Linked DNA regions of Mus musculus: all the other regions are linked to region 6. Evidence: chromatin contacts called from public HiChIP or PLAC-seq and promoter capture Hi-C data. All regions are on one chromosome and are shown on one strand. The core of a region is the stretch at or near the end of the contact, and the rest is flanking DNA. Distances in the headings are between cores, read along the strand shown. Region 1 has its middle 11 kb from the start of Entpd2. Region 2 holds the start of Abca2 (ATP-binding cassette, sub-family A (ABC1), member 2). Region 3 overlaps Edf1 (endothelial differentiation-related factor 1). Region 4 holds the start of Clic3 (chloride intracellular channel 3). Region 5 holds the start of Fbxw5 (F-box and WD-40 domain protein 5). Region 6 holds the start of Noxa1 (NADPH oxidase activator 1).

Region 1 (2,894 bases), core at 265-2,764, 290 kb before region 6:
TGAGGCCAGCATGGTCTACAGAGTTCCAGGACAGCCAGGGCAACACAGAGAAACCTTGTCTTGAAAAGCCAAACCAAACCAAACAACAACAAAAAAATCAGAGGCACATGGTCACCACTAAATGTGCATCAACTCACCATCATTCAGGGCCACCACCACACTTGGCTATCTCTTGTGTGTGCTTGCACACCCGTACAGTGACATGGGTCCATTGACTCTGTCTCATACATGAGCAGTCTCAGCTCCTTAAAGACTCCCTGGGTTCCAACTGCTGGCACCGTGTGAGGCCCCAGCACCCATGACCTTCTTCCTGTTTCCATAGTTTTGCCTTTTGCACAATGGTGGAGGGAACCATTCAACACACAGCCTGTTCAGGGGGTTTCTTGCACCTTGACATACATATATATTTGAATTTCCTCCACATCATATCTTTGAATTGTCTACTAGCTCATTTATTTTCACATTTATTCATTTGTTAATGTGCGTGCCTCAGAGCCAGCTCTCTGGAGTTGCCTCTCTCTGCCCACCATCATGTGGGTACCAGGCTCTGAGTTTGACTTTATGTTTTCATGCATGTTTTGAGGCAGCAGTGGATTTTCTTTGTCAATCATTAATGTAATTCACTGGAAAAAAATATTAGAACAGCCTTGTGTTCTTCATGACTAATCAAAGTTGAATGTGGTCGGAGTGGCTACGGGACAGGGACATGTGCTTTCTTTCCTCGCAGAAGAAGAAAACCCTGTTTGGTTTTTATCAGCATTAGGCTAACTTCTTACAGTTACTTTCTGGGAAAAGTGTGCTTAGTATTGGGATCTCTAGTACTTGGATTTATGGCATGATCACCAGTAAAAACATGTGCAGGCCTGACATTTTCTTGGCATAATATTTTAACTACTAAATAATAGTTTATTATTAAATAATAATTTAACCTTTCAGTTTCTTTGGTGGTTATATGGCTAGATCGGTGCTCAATTTCTTCTTGAACATTGATTTTATATTTTTAAGAAATTATCCTCTTTTTTAAAAGATTTATTTTTTTTTATGTATATGAGTACACTGTAGCTGTCTTTAGACACACCAGAAGAGGGCATCGGATCCCATTACAGACAGTTGTGAGCCACCATGTGGTTGCTGAGAATTGAACTCAGGACCTCTGGAAGAGCAGCCAGTGCTCTTAACCACTGAGCCATCTCTCCAGCCAAGAAGTTATCCTTTTGAAATGGATTGTTACTTGCCTGGTGCCTAAGGAGGCTAGAGGGCTTTTGGAGCCCTTGAGATTGCTGTTCTGGACAGTTGTGAGCCACCATGTGGTTCTTTGGAAGTTGCTAGTGCTCTTAACTGCTGAGCCATCTCTCCAGGTCCCCTCTTTCATTTTTAAATGATCCCGTACGCATGGGTTCCAGAGACAATGCCTCTTGGCCCTCTGATGCCTCACTGGTGCCGGTATCTCATGCAACTAGAGGACAAGAGTGACCAAGAGACTAAGGAGCTTGTTTGTCACCAGTCATGACAAGTGCGTGCACAGCTCTTATCACAGGACAGCCTTGTGTAAATATTGCCTGCCTCACTGTGACAGTCAACCACCCCGTGACTAAAAGGCCTCTCTCACCAACCTTTCTAGCTAAGCCCAGGCCATCTCTTGCTCTTAACTCCTGATCCCTTTATGTCTAACCATGTTATTTCATGATGGTTGCATAAATGGAGTAATGCATATAACAGTAACCAATACTGTGATGGATAGATTTAGGTCAACGTGACACTAACTATAGTCAACTGAGAAGAGGAAACTTCTATTGAGAAAATACCTTCATTAAGATTGGGCTGTGGGCAACCAGGGCAAGATAGCAAATGCCTTTAGTCCCAGAAATCTGGAGTCAGATCTCTGAGTTCAAGGCCATCCTGGTCTACAAAGTAAGTTAGTTAGTTACAAGACAGCCAGGGCTACAAAGAGAAACCCAATCTCAAAAACCAACCAAACCAAACCAAACCAAACAAACAACAAAACAAAACCCCCAACAACAAGGAGACACTCTCCAGAACAGCCAGACCACCTTATGGAGGAAACTATTTGTCAGAAGCTCACAAAGGCAGAGAGAGGCTACAAATGTAACCTCCTCAAAGCAGGTCTACAGCTGGACAACATAATGTTGCAACTTTGAGCTCAGAGGCCATCTAGAAGCAAGGCTTGTTCCCCTCTGGGAGTCTTATCTTTTAAGACCATGGTCCTAGTAGATGACAGTCACTCACTCATGTGATAGAGGACACTGTGCTTTACCTAGAGTCCACTGATTTAAATATTAATTTGGTATTAATATTAAAGCAGTATTTGACCAAATAACTGGATACCCTAATATAGTCAAGTTGACAAGCAATTAAAACCATCATATATAGAATATGAAGTTTAGTGAGTTTATTTTTCATTTAAATTACTTTATTACTATTACTATTATTATTAATTGTGTGTATATATATAACAGGGTACACGTGTGCCACAGTGCATTTGTGGAGGTCAGAGGACAACTTGGTGAAATTGGTTCTTTTACACCTTACACAGGTTCTGGTGTTGAAGCTAAGGCAGTTCGGTGTGAGAAGCAAGCAAGAATCAGGTCAGCAGGCTTGCACAAAAAAAAATACCCTCAACCACGGAGCTGAATTTTAGTCTTTAAAGCAATTACCAAACTATTCTGCATGGTTGCAGCTGGCTCTGGGAACTGAGGATTTCTGAAAAGTGACGCCACGTGCACAGCTGCGTGTGAATGACAGAGCTGCTCTGCTTCCTCACCAGCGTGCCACCTGACCAGTGTGCCACCTGACCAGGGTGCTTTGGTTTTGCTAGTCTCAGTCAGGGCTTTTGTGTGGCTCACTTCTTCCCGAGCACAAGTGTCTGTCTGTCT
Region 2 (3,031 bases), core at 137-2,636, 330 kb before region 6:
CCCAGTCCTGGCAATCAGCCAGGGCCAGGTGCCCACGGGAATTCTGCCAGGCTGTGGTGATGACTGCTACCCACCCTGCCTACAGACCAGAGTTTCTTATTATGAATCTAAAGTACTCAAAGAACATAGGTGGAGTGTTGCTGCCCAAGGGGTCCCTGGGTATGAGCTGGTTAAGGCCCTTCTTTTAGGTCCTGCACTCTCTTGTCTCCATCCTGGAAAATCCCAAGGGCCCTCGGACACTCTTGCTGGCCCAGGACTCTCTGGATGCCCTTGCTCTTCCAGGGACTGGGATGAAAACCAACACTGCAAACGCCATCCGTGCCTGGCATCCTGCTCCTCACACAGGACTCGTACCCCAACACTCTTTATACCCTGCCTGGCCTAGACAGGTACTAAGAAGCTCAGCAGAACCCAGCCCCAAGAGAGGCCCAAGGCAGGAGAAATCAGAGGAGCAGCCTCAGGAGAAACTGGCCCCAAAGGGTGCTGGGATTTAACAGGTTGAGTCCACACAACAAGGACATTCCCAGGGATGAGAAAGCAGGAGTAAGGGTTGTGACTTGCCAGGATGGGTTAGGAAAGGAGATGAAGGGAGGAGAAGGTGGTGGTGGTGGTGGTGGTGGTAGTGGTGGAGGAAGAGGAGGAGGAGGAGGAAGAGGAGGAGGGCGGTAGCAGCGGCGGCGAAGGCTGTTTGGTACCAGCTTCAGCCTAAGGTGCTTGCCCAAGGGCAGAGTACCAGTAAAGGGAATGAAAAGACAGGTTCCTATGGGGGCCCCAGAGATGATGGGACCAGGGCTCTGAGTCCCTAAGCTGAATGGTGTGTCCCAGCTAGCGCTCTGGACCAGGAACCTGCACCTAGCTCTAGCTGAAGTCCAGGGACCACCTGCCCCCACCCCAGCCTGCCAGAAAGCGCTGCGGAGGGCGCCGGCCCGTGACTCAGCCGTGCGCTGCGAGTGTCAGCGGACCAGGGCACAGCCGAACCCACTGCCGGAGGCCCGGAAGCCCGCGGAATCGTCCGGCCCCGAACAGGGTCTCCGGTGGCGCCCTCCCGGGGTCTGCGCGCGCCTGGACACTGCACGTGCACGCGGAGAGCGCACCGGCAAATTGGGCGCGCGGCCTGCGAGCCCCTAAGGGCGGGCGCGGCTCGCTCACCGGGCTCCGGCGCTTCAGCGTCACGTTCTTCCAGAGCAGCAGCTGCAGCTGGTGCAGGAAGCCCATGGCCGGGCCGCGCTCCGCCGCTTCAGCGCCGCGGCCCTGTCCTCTGCGCGCCCCGCCGGGCCCCGCTGCCGGCCGCGCCGCTCGGCATCGCCCGCGCGGGGGCGGGGCGCTCGAGAGTCCAGGACCTGCTGCTCGCAGGCTCCGCCCCGGCGGCCGCAGCTACAGAGACTCGTCGCGCCCGCGCCCGTCGCCCCCACTTAAAGGCGTCTCTGCGCCCGGGTAGCCGCCAGGGGGCGCCCGCGCCCGCCTGCACCTGCGCACAGCACTAGGCCTCGCTGCTCACTGGACCCATAATGCAGTGTTTCCAAGATCCCTCACAGCCCCCATCTAAACCAAGATCCCGGCTCGCACCTTTCCGAGGTCTAGGGAGAACGCAGGTACCCTATGCTTCTCCCAGGAGATTCCAAATATGAGTCTCCAATTGAGAGATTTACGCAGAGGGGTACCCAAGGTGTTTACTGTCCTGTTTGGAAAACTGAAGGAGGCTTGGTCACCATTAGATTGACCCTCCTCACTTGTAGAGACAGGAAGCAGGGTCAGTCACTCATTTAGAGGAGAGACATTGGTCCGTTAGGAGAATCCCATCGCGGCTTGAGGTGCAACAACACGATGTGACTTAGATATTTTAAAGAGGAGCCTGATGAGAGGGACTGCGGTAGTTCGACCACCTTCACAAAAGCATTCTGTGTTCCTCATAGACGAGCCACCACCTGCTGATGAAATGGCGTTTACCTAGATTATCAAAATGCAGAGCAACAGCAGGTCATGGCAGATTTACCTTTAACCCAGCGCTCAGCTCAGGGAGGCAGAGAAAAGCAGATCTTTGTGAGTTCAAGTCCACACTGGTCTACATAGAGAGACCATATCTCAATAAAATAAATAATAGAGAGCAACCACGCACGTGTAATCCCAGCATCAAAAAGGCAGAGGCAGAAGGGATGAAGTATTCAAGGTCATCCTTGGTTATATAGAGAATTCAAAGCTAGCCTGCGCAACATGAGACCCTGTCCAAAATACTCTCTCTCTCTCTCTCTCTCTCTCTCTCTCTCTCTCTCTGCAGGTGGAGACAGCTGTTTTGAGGTCCAGGGTATCATCCAAACACATTTCTTACATAGTTTTAACTGAATTTAGAACACGTAAGGTGCATATGCCTGGGGTCACTGCAGTCCACCTGCGATTTCCATGCAGGTGAGGCAGATGCCCAGCGGGCAGGGCAGCAGAAATGCTTACCAGGTATGAAGAGCTAGACACACCACGTGAAGGGCTGGGTGTGCATAACCGGAAACTGCTACAGGTCAGAGAGCCCTAATTCTGACCTGAGAAAGTTAGGTTTATATTCAAAATGATGCTGAGACATCACAACTGTGAAAATTTACCACAGTCATCCATTGTGACTACCAGATCAGGCCTCCCTGCTCTAGCCAGACTGCACAAAAGGGGCTGGAAAGCAGGGGTGACTGAGAAGACAGGTTGTCCCTTATATAAGAGGTTTACTTGCTACCCCAACACCACCCACCTCCCCACCTACTCCATATTCATGTAAGCCTAGCATCTTTCTGCTCTTAGAGCCTGGCCTTTGGTGGGTCCTTAGAAGTGTTTGAATGTGGGCCTATTGATACTGTCACAGGACTATTTTCTCCAATATGGCAGGCAGGGGGCAGCAGAGAGCCACTAGCTGTGGTCCTGAGGACTGTGTCTGAAGACTGCAGGCCAGTTTGGGTTTCCCCGGCCTATGAATAGGAGGGGGAGGCTGTGTGGTATTCAGCCTGGGACATGCAGTTTGCTCTTAAAGTGAATGCAAACCGTCATCGAGGGC
Region 3 (3,054 bases), core at 344-2,843, 470 kb before region 6:
CCCTTCTCTGTCAGATTGTTTTTGAAGCCACTCTGGGTGGCCAGCCAGCTCTGGGGCCCATTGCCATTGATGATGTGCAGTACCTGGCTGGACAACAGTGCAAGCAGCCTTCACCTAGCCAGGGTAAGCACTGGACTCCAGGATGGCCAGACTTGCCCTGACCCTGCCAGGCTTAGGCTGGCGGCCCAGATAGCTGGAAGTACGCTGTGCCCTGCTCGGGAGACCAGCGGAACCAAGACTGAGTTCTGTGCTCTCCCCACTATGCCTCACGGGCTGAACACAGGGGCTATATCAGCTTTTACTGTCTCCTCCTGGGTAAGAACTATCTCGAAGGAACTGCCAGGTTACACCAGAAACCCCAGTGGGTGTGGCAGTCACTGGCTACCATCATGTATGTCCAGAGGAAGAGGTGGAACAGGTCTGCCGAATTGTGCATACAGATCAACAAGAATCCTGGCGCCAGCAAGCACTGGAGGGATCAGGCAGCCCCAGGCTCACTCCTTGACAGTAATCCTGGGAACAGAACCTGACAAAAGAACTGGGAACTATGTGGAGGTTCAGATGGCCCTCTTTGTCCTCAGGTGAAGTGGCAGCACCCGTGTCTGTGCCAGTTGCCGTTGGAGGAGCCCTCCTCTTTTTCATGTTCCTGGTGCTCATGGGCCTTGGGGGCTGGCATTGGCTGCAGAAGCAGCACTGCCCCGGCCAGAGGAGTACAGATGCAGCAGCCTCTGGCTTTGCCAATATCCTCTTCAATGCGGTAGGAACCACCAAATGTGGGCACATGGGAGATCCTGCCTCCATGTTTAATGAGGGGAAAGCAGTAGTGGGCCAGGACGCGGGAAGAGACACCATGTCCCATCCTGTCAGAACCACACTGCCTTTCAACAGCAGCTGTCCAATATTCCTTCCTTCTTCCTAGGATCATGTTACCCTCCCAGAATCAATCACCAGCAACCCACAGAGCCCTCCAGACCTGGCCTGACATGGCATCTCTTGCAGCATCTAAACCTCACAAGCACCTGACTGTCTACATGTGGGCCTGGATGTAGGGACTGAGTCATATTTACCTTCGCCAGCTCTTTCTCTATCTGGTGTCTTTGCCCTCTGGTGTGATGGAGAAGGGTAGAGGGGTCCTTGTACCAAGAATAAATGCTCTACACAGTGAGGGCAACCCAGATATTCAGGCTGCACTCCATACATGTATTATGTACCTGGCAGGGTATATTGTAGCTGGCCTATAGGACCCTAAGAACCCACCACCCATGCCAGCAAGGAATAGTGGCTGGCTTTAAGGCTTCAGGCCTGTCAAGCTGACTCGACTGGAGTGCGTGGCATTAACTTACCAGGCGGTTCTGTACCCAGTGAGGATAAAGCTACCCCACAAATGGGGGTCTTGGAAGTATAAAAGCAACTGGATATGGTACCATGAAACTGATCTGGTAAGGAGAAACGTTACCAGCCCAGATAAACAACCCTAGGGCTGCAGATGGTGAAACTGAGGTCACTGGGTGTGGCCATTCCCCTTCGAAGCAGGGCACCAGAAGGCAAACTGCACTTCAGCCTTTGGACTAAAGCTTTATGAACAGATCTGGTACTGTCACACCCAGTCAGGGGCCTAATGACGTGAGGGTGACACATCTGAACCACAAATGGCTCCCTCCACATGATGCCTCAGATGTGGCTTCACTGAGGACTGGGGGCCCCCGAGGGCTGTCCTCAGGGAGAGTGGACATCCAGACGATCCCTTCCTACACAAAGGAAACCTGTCCTCACCAAAGATACTATGTGTTTCAAGCTAGGCTCCTGCCTATCCAAAACTCAGCTGCATGGGAGGAGGCGGTGGGGCGTGGCCAGGCGCCACCCTGCATCTTCAGGCAAAGGTTGACTGATGCCCACTTCTCTGAGCGGACAGGGAAAGAACTTTCAAACTCCCGAGGTCCCTCTGGGGTACGTATCATGAAGGGAGACACTCATCTCCACCCTCCACAACTGTGGTCAACGGTGAGGAGAGAAGACTTCAGAATGCTACGTACTGCTTCTCTCCAGCAGAGCACAGGCCCTTAGATGGACAGGAGGCAAAGGCCGAGGACATCCACTCCTCCCAGGCCTGAACTTCCCTCTGCAGCCATCTGTCCATCGGACAGAAGGTGCAGGTTCACACCCCTGCTGAGCGTCAGAAGGCAGGGAGGAAAAATCCAGGAGGCTATCACTTTACAAGGTTTGCTTTGTTTGACAGCAGTTATGGGTTGAGGGGGCACACAGGCCTAACCCCCCGTGTTCCGTTTGACCATGTGAGGAGACCCACGGCAGTGCTGGTGGTCCTGGGGGACCAGCCAGGAGAGCTCAGCCGGAACCACTGGCTTCGAGGCTTTGTGTTCATTTCGCCTTCGGCCCCTTCTCGATAGGCTTCCCGATGTCCTTCCCCCGGAGCTTGAGGCCTGAAACGAGCCAGCGAGATGCTGACCACTCTGCCACTTCCTGCACCCACCCAACCTCCCTGCTCGGCTTGAGCCTTCCATCACCACTGTCCACTCCTCACAGGGCCTCCACACACACACACAAGGCTGCTTTCACATCTGACCTCAGAGTGTGGGTCAAGCATCTCAGAAAGGGCTGAGGGCCAGGCTGAGCATGGTGGCTCACAGCAGCAATCCCAGAGCTCAGGAGACTGAGGTAGGCAGGCTGATGTGAGTCTGCAGCCAGCCTGAGCTACAGTGAGTCTCTATATAAAAAATAAAATCTAAGCCAGACGTGGTGGCGCACGCCTTTAATCCCAGCACATAGGAGACAGAGGCAGGCAGATCTCCATGAGCTCGAGACCAGTCCGTCTACATAGTTGAGTTCCAGGACAGCCAAAAAGTAATTAAGTATATAACAACAACAACAATAATAATAATAATAAACCTAAAAAGATGAGAAGACAAACATCTTGTAATCTTGCCCCAGAAGATCTGGACCACTGCATCAGACCTCCACGGAGGGGCACGCAGAAGTAAGCACAAGCCCCCCCTAGGGATCCTGAGAGCAGTGTGCTCTGGCTGGACGCTAGCTTCA
Region 4 (2,817 bases), core at 185-2,684, 360 kb before region 6:
TCTGTCTTGACCTTGGGTTAGCCCTCCTGCCTGGACCTGCTGGCCTGTGTCTCACCATTGTCCTGTGTAGGCACTGGGTTCTTGATGAAGGCAGAGAACTTGTGGAAGATGTCATTGCCCGCTGTGTTGGACTCCCTGTACCTGGGTGCCAGGCTAGGGAAGCTATAGGTGTGAATAGTTTGAGAATTCCAGTCAGACCCTCAAGTACACTGTGCCTCAAAGCACCCTTCCTAGGCACTCTCCCAGGTGTCCCCCAAGGAGGTCCCATCTTTGCCCTCCTGCCCACCCCATCAGATGCTCACTCAGGTGGCCCCAACGTCTCCTCCAGAAACTCCTCGATCTGCAGTGTGTCTGTCTTGACATCCCCATCGTACAGCAGGATGGGCAGCTGTGAGCCTGGTGCGAAGTCCTTCAGCACATCCAATGCCCTGTGAACACCAGGCAGAAGGGAGGTGGCTGGCCCGAGGTGGGCAGAGGCCAGGGAAGGGTCCAGGGTGGTGTCTCACCTTCGAGTGTCCACTGTGGTGAGTGTGAAGGGCACACCCTTGAGGAGTAGGACCATGAAGAGCCGCTGACAGGAAGGGCAGTGTCCTACGCTCTCGCCATCCTCACTGGCCTGGGTGGGTGGAACAGAGGTGTCAGGCTCTGAGCAGACCCAGGAATCCTGACACCTGGCTGGGTGGAGCTCTGCCTCCCACTGCCATTGGCTCTGGAGGCAGGCTAGGGCTCTGGCCTGGTTGAGCATGGCATCTACAAGTGTCTAGTGAGGGCCCTTGAACTGATCGCTGGAATGGGGAGGACAAAAGAAGTTGGGAGCTTAGAGGCCTAGGCTTGGGGTCCTGCCAGAGGGTTCCAGTCACAGAGACTGGCTGCAGGGTGGGGCAGGCCAGAGATTCATCCTCTAGTGATTAACCCACACAACTGGGTATTGAGGCTAACAGCTCAGGGAAGGGAGGGAAGAGACCAAAGAGGAGGCCAGGACCTGCTCCCACTCAGATCTGAGCACTGGCCTGATAGCTAAAAGGGCCATCTCTGGCAAGCCCCCAGTCTGGCACATGACCCTGAATCTCTACTAAATGCCAGGTGCCAGCTACCAGACTGACATCTATCTCCTCACTAAGAAGCTTTCTCCCAGAGCTGGGCCAGGTCCACGAGCCAAAGTGAAGAGCGGGACCCAGGCTCTCTGATCCTCCTTATGGTAGCTCCTCACCCAGGATGCCTGGCTCTCCTCAGCCCTGTGTGGGGCAACTCAAACCCACCACAGGGATAGGGACTTGGGCACCATTAGGAAGACCCACCCCTCCTCCCAAACAACAAGAAGAAAAAAGCCCAGCTCCTCTTCCAGCCCAGCCTGCCCAGAACCTTCACAAAGAGCTGGAGCTTGGTGGTTTCAGCCATGGTGGGAGCCGAGGCATCCGGCGGCAGCAGCAGCCCAGGGCACAGGGTGTGCCTTGGGAGCTCTTTAAGTCTCTCTGATGCCCCACCCTCCCCAGGCAGTGGGCCCGCCCCAAGGAGCCACCTAGGCAACAGACAGGTTTCCAGAGCAGAGCCTGTATAAGACCAGAGTGTCCGTGCTACCAGTGACCACAGGAGGCCTGAGTCTCAGGGCCAGGTGTGAGTATGGGAAGTTGGCTCACAGCAAAACACTGAAGCCTCAGTGTGGTTGTGAGGGGAGCTAGTGTGGTGAACGCACACTGGGTTGATCTCAGCTCAGGAGTTGCCTCACAGCCTTCTGCGGCTCATTCTCCATTGTCAAGTCCTTATCCCAGAAAGCCAGCCAGGGGGTGGGAATGAGTGGGAAATGCCTCAGTTTACCTGTCTGTGTGACAAGCCGAGGGAGATGCCCCCTCCCTCTGACAAAACCCAGTCAGGTAGGGCGGACCCGCATTCCAAACATGTTCGCGGCCGGCAGGCTGATAAGCCTGGTTTTGGTGTTTAACCCATCTGAGCAGTGGACTCCGTGCCCCCATCCTGTCCACACAGGCTCAGAGCAGCTTTCTTACTCTTAACCTTGACCTTCAGTTGGCACCAGGAAGGGTTAGAAACTACTACCTAGTGGCTGAAATGGGGATGAGGTCCCCAGCAGGAAGGAAAGGGCCAGTATGGTCTGACCCTACCAGGCACAAATCTGCCATTGGGCCTTCCCAAGCCCACTGGGCTTCACAGTGGGAGTGCCTTTGGCATTCTTTGTATCTCGGCCTGCGTTTCACAGCAGCAGCCATCTAGGAGAGCTGTTCTTTAGAACCTGTGCTCACAGAGGACCAGCACTGCCCACTGGCTAAGACCAGGACCTAGGGATTGCTTTCCTGTCTCTGGTAGGCTGGTGCCTTCCAGGCTACACCGTGCAGCCAAGGTGGCTCCATACCTGCCCACTCACCTGCTCACGTGCCTGACTCCTAGTCAGGGCCTCAGCTGTGCCAGGCTTCCCTCCTCCTTAGCCCTGCCTTGTCATTTCCCTGACCTCAGCCAGAGTTGAAGTGAAACACAGCTCTGATATCCTTGGAACCTGGATTTGTGTTGGAGGCTTGGTTCCTCCTCTATCCGACTCTTGACTCCTAGAGCCAGTTTTATTTTGGCTTCTTACTGACATGGTCAGCTTTCTGTTTTGTGGTTTTCTGTCCTTTGCAGATGACAAATCATCACTGTGGGGCAGCCCTGAAGCCTTTCCCAACTGCCAGTGGTCACCAGACACACCGAATTTATATATTTTTGCAAAGCTGACCTTACAAATCCACAAGGAAGGGATGAAGTGGACATACAACATGAGCATGGCTTAGCAAGAAAGAAACAAGTCAGAGTGACGCCAGCTGGCTCTTC
Region 5 (2,758 bases), core at 87-2,586, 410 kb before region 6:
CATCCCGGGACACAGCCTGCCATTGGCGGCATACCAGCCCAGCAGCCAGCACATCTGCAGGGCCCAAACTCAGGAAGATCTGGTAGACAAGGCTGTCGGGGAGCAGGGGCAGGCCCCCCTCATCCATCGTGACATTCTGCCCAGACGGTCCTGAAACCCACCAGTGGCGGCTCTGAACCCAAGCCTCCTCATCGCCAACCCCAGGGAGAGACTGATAGTCTGGGGTTCCAGACATGGCAGTCCTAGCTAGCCCCACCAACTGCCCACCGGAGAATTCCACTGCACTGAGCATGTGCGGGGGGAGGGGAGGGATGTGTGCATCTCTCTTTGTGTGTACAAGTAGCACTGCCCCACCACAGACCCAACACTTCTTGAAGGACCCAGGCAGTAACGTTGCACCACCTTACATTCTCCAGGACACCAAAGGACTTGCTGGACCAGACAGCAAGCCCCTGAGTACTACTAGGCCAGGTAGAACCTGCGAAGTGGGGGGCAGCCCCACTTTCCAGGTGGGGGCCTTTGATGCCTTCCCCAATGCTACAGGGCACAGGGAGGCAGGTGAGCACAAGACAAGCAAACAGGTCTGGGCTGCTCAAACTGGCAGGTCCAAGGTTTAGCAGCCCACCCTGTCTTTGACCTTGCTGCTATAGGACTTCAGGCCAAGGCTGACTTTCTTCTGAGAAGGGGTTCCTGCTAGCCAGTGGCATATGTCGTTCTGGACTCAGGAGACAGCCTGGCCAGGAGGGTGGTTAAGAGTGATTGGGGTTTCTGAATGTCAGAGGAGACATCAGGGACCACGCTTTGCTGCTTAGCTAGAGTGGGCAGCAGCTCCTTCATTCACCCACTGAACACCGGAGGGTGGATTGGGACGACGTCAACCTGCCAAGGCCATCACTGGCCAGATAAGGCCACCAAAGGCTGTACAAGTGTAGACATTGCAGGAAAAAAATATGGTGACAGTGAACAAAGCCCGTGAAGGTGACAAAAGCCAGTTAAAGTAGGACAAGGCAGAGCGAGGCCCATGACCGGGACCAGGCCCGAGAAAATAAACGAAGGCCACGATCGGGGACAAGGGACACCGAAGGTGGCAGAAGGCTGGTGAATGCAGGACTGGGAGTAATGGGGCACAAGGCTGGTGACTGGGGACAGGGCAGATGACACAGGTGAGTGAGCACGGCGGGGCCAAAGCCGGGACTCACCGCGGTGCCTCTGCCCGCTGCGCTGCGCCCGGCTTCCGCCGCCGCTCTAGTCTCCACCTCCACGTCTTTATGGAGGCGCCAGGCTCGACGCTGAGAGCCCCGAGGCATCGATGGACCGTTCCCCCCCCCCCCCCTTCCCCGTCTTGCGCCTGCGCCTCAGGCTCCGACTAGCAGCCAGCGTTTCTTATGCGCCTGCGCAAACTCTTACTTTCCGAGCGTTCTGACTCACAGAACAGTACTCACTCCTGGCTACCCTAAAGGACGGAGGATTGAGCCAGGCTCAGCTGGGCCGGTTCGAGACTCTGCCTCTGCTCTCTCTGCTGCTGGGCTTTGAACAAGTGACTTTATGAGCACGTTCTTGTTGGTTGTGGAGTTAAAGACAGTTATTGCATGCATAGGGTTGAGCACTGACCACAAGTGGAAATAGGGGTGCAGAGGTCAACTCTTAACTTTGCACTTGGGACACAATGCCCAGCTCCTATCAAGGCTAGGTTCTAGGATGGACCCTGGCTTGGGTTAGGGGTTCAGTAATCGGAAGACAGATGTGGACTTCCTGGACTGTGCTTCCTGTGGCACTGGACAGTGGACTCTGACCTAGGACAGTGCACCCCTCCACCTCGCTGTCCTGTCACCTACTGTCCGTAGCAGGTTGGCCATGCTGTCTCCAGGGGCTGTGTTGTTCTTCACCCTGCTCTTGACAGCCAGTTCGCTGGGCCAAAGGACTCGAAAGCCTATTGGGTCTACCTCCCCCATCAGCACTATCCAGGCCCAGGTCAATTTCAGTGCTCAGAAGGTAAAATCTGGGAGTGAGTGGGGGTAGGTAAAAGAGCAATAAGAACCTGCCTAGCTTGGCGGGATTGGTCCAGGGTGCCCCATTTCCCCAGTCCTGAGCACTCATAGTCAACTTCCAGTTTGCAGGGACATGGCTCCTGGTGGCTGTGGGCTCTTCGTGCCGCTTTCTTCAGGAGCAGGGACACCGAGCTGAGGCCACCACATTGCACGCAGCTCCCCAGGGTGCAGCTATGGCTGTCAGCACCTTCCGAAAGCTGTGAGTCCCAGCAGGACTTCATCCCAGCCCCTGAGCCCATCTTACTCTGCCCTCCTGACTCTAAACCTCATCTCTAGCTCTTCTGTGGCCTAGATAGCTATCCCATATGGCCTCTCCTGGGTTGGGGTTCCTAGAGTCTGGGTGCCTCCTCTTATGACATACCTTCTTCCCCTCCCCAGAGATGGGATATGTTGGCAGGTACGCCAACTCTTTGAGAACACAGGGGTCCCTGGCCGCTTCTTGTTCCAAGGTGAGGCAGGGGCATCAAGGGAGAGGGCTCTGGGCTGGAGGCAGAGGGGAAAGGACTGATGTGCTGTTGTGGTTCTGCCGCAGTCTCACGGGCCCGTGGACCAGTGCATATGGTGGTTGCTGAGACTGACTATCAGAGCTTTGCCATCCTGTACCTGGAACAGGGAAGGAAGCTGTCTGTGAAACTATACGGTGCGGACTAGTCCTGTGATCATACATGGCCTGTGCTTTTCACACATGACCTGTGCTCTGCATCCTCCAG
Region 6 (3,160 bases), core at 526-3,025:
AGAAAAAATTGATCTGGGGCTTACAGTTCTAAGAGTGAGTCCATGTCCACCAGGGCAGGAGCATGGTGGCAGGTAGGCAGATGTGGCTCTACAGTTGTAGCCAAGAGTGTGTGTTTTGATCTACAAGCATGAAACAGGGAGCAAGAGAGCTAATTGGGAATGGTGTGGGCTTTTTGAAACCTCAAAGTCCAATCCCCAGGGACATACTCCCTCCACTGAGGAAATACCTCCGGGCCCTTCCCAAACAATTCCACCAAGTGGGAACCAAGCATTCAAATGTATGAGAATATGGGGGTCATTTTCATTCAAACCACCATATGGGCTATGGAACATTCTAGAAAGAATTCTGACCTATGGAAAAGAAAATGGGCAGATGGGGCTGGGAAGGCAGGGATAGAGTTTAGGCTGGGCTTCCAGGAAGGGGCAGTGAGTAGCAAGAGGGAGAGGAGCCAAACAAGGGAAAGTGACCAGCCTGCACGGAGACAATACAAGATCTGGGTATTGGGGCAGAATGGCTGCACTAGGACTTAAAGAAGTCAGGTTAGCAACATCCACGTACTCCAGGCAGCAGTTTAGGGAAACTCAGCCCATAGAGAAATGCCAAGGGACACAGCCCCTGGGAACTCAGGATGACAAGCACTGCTGAGCACCAACTGTTTGCTGACACTATGAGATCTCATTCAGCTCTCAGAAAAGCCTTCGTAGGACAGAATTGATTGCTGCCATTGTTACACGTATGGAGGAATGAAAAGTTAGCTGTCCTGCGTCACACAGGAAGGAGAATCAGCTGTGACTCTGAGTACAGGGGATCAACAACCAGGCAAGGAAGGGTAATGAGCCCACGATACAGCTGAGCCTAGCTACTTGGATTGGGTGTTGTGGTGTTATTTCATGTGTCAACCCTGCCAAGCCATGGTGCCCCAAATGTCAGGGAGAAAACTTCAGTAGAGATTAATGTTGGTATCAGCAGTTTGGGGAAGGCACATGACTCCCATACTGTGGATGGGCCTTATTCGAGCAAGATTATGAAGGTGGACATCAACTTCTGGGTGTCCTGCAGAGTCTACATTGGGCTGCCCCACCTGTCTATACAAGACACAATCCCTGTCCAACCGCTAGTTTTTCTGGATAGCTGTGATCCACCTGGAGAGCAGTGTAGAAGACTCAGTCCCAATGGCCACACTCGCAAGGGAGAGTAGCAGCCAGGCCAGCGCCCACTAGTGGAGAAAGCCCTCGCGGGCTGCCCCACCACCGACCGATACACCTGACTCCGAGGCCCCAATCCGGCTTCTAAGGCCTAGCCACATGGCATCCAGTCCGGCCCATCTTGTTGCTCCAGAGTCTCCAAGCCCACCCGGTCACTTCTGAAGAGGCGGGTCTGGAGGTCGAGCTCTACCAGCCTTTAGATTGTTTCTCCTTTAGGCCGCCCACTTGCCTGACCACGCTGACCTCTGAGCAAGCAGCTCTGCAATGCACCGTCCATACTGACCCCGGAACCTTGGCCCGGTCGTGCAGCACTTTCCCCGGGGTTTCCCCAAACACTCTGCAGTTTTGCATAATAGACGTCGGGGGCCCATCTAGGGCACACTGAAGTTCTGAACTTGCCAGAAAAAAGATGGTGTGGGCTTGGCTTGAGTAAGGGGCGTGCTCACACCTGCTTCCTGGCAAGAACTAGGAGGTGGAGAAGGCGTGTCCATATTGAGATAACCGTGGTTTCATTGGCGTTGAGCTAAGCCAGGGAGTGGACAGATAGGCCTGACGAATGCAGGGGTGTGGCTATGTGATCATAGACCCTCTCCTCAGTGCTAGGGACTTGTTTAAGTAGTTCTAGGCGGGGCGTGAGAGAGGGGCCTAAGCCTTGGGCCATCTACTCAGTTTCAAGGACCGACTGTCACAACTCCAGTTGTCTTGCTACCAGCTGCTTCTCATTGCTGTCCCGGTCCCCTTGGCCCTGGCCTACGGCCTCCCAGCTTCTGTGGGGCACCCTCCTCCTGTCCCACGCGCTCCAGCTAGAATCGCTAACTTCCTTCGCCTCAAAGCAGGCGTCCCCGCTCCATGAGCTCTCTAGGGGATCAGATACGGGACTGGCACCGGGGTGTGCTGGCCGTGGCACGCGAAGACTGGGACTCTGCGCTGTGCTTCTTCTCAGATGTCCGAGAGCCGCTGGCTAGGATGTACTTTAACAGGGGCTGTGTGCATCTGATGGCAGGGGATCCCGAGGCTGCGCTGCGGGTAAGCACCCCAGGACTGGATAACAGATTCCCCTCTCACATCCCTGGTGGAGGCTTTAGGGGAATGCAGATGAAGATGTGACTGCGAACATAAAACCTTATCTTCCAATGGGCATCCTGGAAAAAGACGCTCTTCCGCACCTTATAGTCAACATAGAAGAAGGGGAGGAATCCCTGCCCTTTACCCTGTCATTTACGTAGAGATTGTTCAACTAATGTCCTCTCTTAGTGCCTGCCTGAGGCAGGTTGGAGCTTTGTGGTTAGAAGACCCCTCTTTTTGTTGAGACCAGAATGGGAAGCAGGGCGCCTTCAGTCTCTATAGCCATATAAGCCAAATGCGGCAACTGTACCAGACCTGGCCTGCCCAGGCTCTCTGGTGCTCAGGACTGAGGAAGGAGCATACCCGAAGGCAGGCTGGTGGCTGGGTCAGAGCAGTCAGGGGCTCTGCACGTCCTCTGATAGTGTGCATTTCAGCAGATGCTTGTGATGGGATGGTGGCACACAGTCTGTCATTCCGGTTCTGAGTGAGCACTCACATGAATCTCCACCTGCTTCTCAAAGCAGACCTACTCAGGGGAGCACACTGTAGAGTGAGCATCAGGGCATCCCCCCTTCATGTTCACCATTCCTGGGTGTATGATAGAAGCCCTCAGCACTCTGCCTACAACGCAGACCTACCTGGACACCACAGATGGAAAGCAAAGACACCCAAGACCAAGGGTGAGAGCAGAAACCTGGGCTGTGTGGAGATGGTCTCTTTATTATTTCTTTCTGGAAGCCTTAATTATTTATTTATTTACATGTGTGTATAAATCAGGAGGAAACTTGTGGGAGTCAGTTTTCTCTTTCCCATGTGGAACCTAGTGATCAAACGCAGGTCATTAGGCATGGTGGCAAGTATCCTTACCCACTGAGCCATCTTGCCAGCT

The links. Promoter capture Hi-C pulls out the DNA fragments that hold promoters and counts their contacts. HiChIP or PLAC-seq counts read pairs in DNA pulled down with a chosen protein or histone mark.
Region 1: a FOXA1 HiChIP or PLAC-seq map of pancreatic cancer cells shows a contact between it and region 6. The contact joins the enhancer-like site here to the promoter of Noxa1 in region 6. A contact is called at or near these places in 4 of 39 promoter capture datasets (the 3T3-L1 cell line, cranial neural crest and liver), 2 of 115 datasets of contacts at active chromatin or transcription factors (large pre-B cells and pancreatic cancer cells) and 2 of 9 other capture datasets (adipose tissue and liver).
Region 2: a contact with region 6 is called in an HNF4G HiChIP or PLAC-seq map of pancreatic cancer cells. The contact joins the promoter of Abca2 here to the promoter of Noxa1 in region 6. A contact is called at or near these places in 6 of 39 promoter capture datasets (the HPC-7 cell line, cranial neural crest, embryonic stem cells and 3 more), 1 of 115 datasets of contacts at active chromatin or transcription factors (pancreatic cancer cells) and 1 of 9 other capture datasets (pancreatic islet).
Region 3: a FOXA1 HiChIP or PLAC-seq map of pancreatic cancer cells shows a contact between it and region 6. The contact joins the enhancer-like site here to the promoter of Noxa1 in region 6. A contact is called at or near these places in 5 of 39 promoter capture datasets (hippocampal neurons, liver, neural stem cells and 1 more), 1 of 115 datasets of contacts at active chromatin or transcription factors (pancreatic cancer cells) and 1 of 9 other capture datasets (adipose tissue).
Region 4: a FOXA1 HiChIP or PLAC-seq map of pancreatic cancer cells shows a contact between it and region 6. The contact joins the promoter of Clic3 here to the promoter of Noxa1 in region 6. A contact is called at or near these places in 10 of 39 promoter capture datasets (the 3T3-L1 cell line, cranial neural crest, embryonic stem cells and 6 more), 1 of 115 datasets of contacts at active chromatin or transcription factors (pancreatic cancer cells) and 1 of 9 other capture datasets (liver).
Region 5: a contact with region 6 is called in a promoter capture Hi-C map of liver. The contact joins the promoter of Fbxw5 here to the promoter of Noxa1 in region 6. A contact is called at or near these places in 5 of 39 promoter capture datasets (embryonic stem cells, liver and stem cell-derived epiblast-like cells) and 2 of 9 other capture datasets (embryonic stem cells and liver).

The regions. Positions count from the first base shown.
Region 1 is chr2:25,383,336-25,386,229 of GRCm38.p6, reverse strand. No RefSeq gene overlaps it. Among named protein-coding and RNA genes, the nearest start is that of Entpd2, 11 kb to the left of the region's middle. Within about 2 kb of position 1,514, at least 15 of the 459 cell types and tissues checked have an H3K27ac peak or open chromatin away from gene starts, as enhancers often do. A contact at or near this core is called in pancreatic cancer cells, where this site is marked.
Region 2 is chr2:25,426,954-25,429,984 of GRCm38.p6, reverse strand. It overlaps Abca2 (ATP-binding cassette, sub-family A (ABC1), member 2), which reads right to left and starts at 1,386. Exons shown (of 49, transcript NM_001368624.1): 1 at 1,150-1,386. The coding sequence starts at 1,215.
Region 3 is chr2:25,561,235-25,564,288 of GRCm38.p6, reverse strand. Edf1 (endothelial differentiation-related factor 1) reads right to left here. Exons shown (of 5, transcript NM_021519.2): 5 at 2,205-2,438. The coding sequence ends at 2,377. Mamdc4 (MAM domain containing 4) reads left to right here. Exons shown (of 29, transcript NM_001081199.1): 27 at 15-123; 28 at 582-757; 29 at 920-1,174. The coding sequence ends at 982. Among named protein-coding and RNA genes, the nearest start is that of Edf1, 4.9 kb to the right of the region's middle. Within about 2 kb of position 1,593, at least 15 of the 459 cell types and tissues checked have an H3K27ac peak or open chromatin away from gene starts, as enhancers often do. A contact at or near this core is called in pancreatic cancer cells, where this site is marked.
Region 4 is chr2:25,455,460-25,458,276 of GRCm38.p6, reverse strand. Clic3 (chloride intracellular channel 3) reads right to left here and starts at 1,434. Exons shown (of 6, transcript NM_027085.3): 1 at 1,363-1,434; 2 at 507-616; 3 at 303-428; 4 at 56-162. The coding sequence starts at 1,398. It also overlaps a transcript of Paxx not described here.
Region 5 is chr2:25,499,328-25,502,085 of GRCm38.p6, reverse strand. It overlaps Fbxw5 (F-box and WD-40 domain protein 5), which reads right to left and starts at 1,336. Exons shown (of 9, transcript NM_013908.5): 1 at 1,200-1,336; 2 at 1-150. The coding sequence starts at 127. It overlaps C8g (complement component 8, gamma polypeptide), which reads left to right and starts at 1,580. Exons shown (of 7, transcript NM_027062.2): 1 at 1,580-1,992; 2 at 2,111-2,247; 3 at 2,427-2,497; 4 at 2,581-2,688. The coding sequence starts at 1,855.
Region 6 is chr2:25,093,820-25,096,979 of GRCm38.p6, reverse strand. It overlaps Noxa1 (NADPH oxidase activator 1), which reads left to right and starts at 1,775. Exons shown (of 12, transcript NM_172204.4): 1 at 1,775-2,232. The coding sequence starts at 2,056.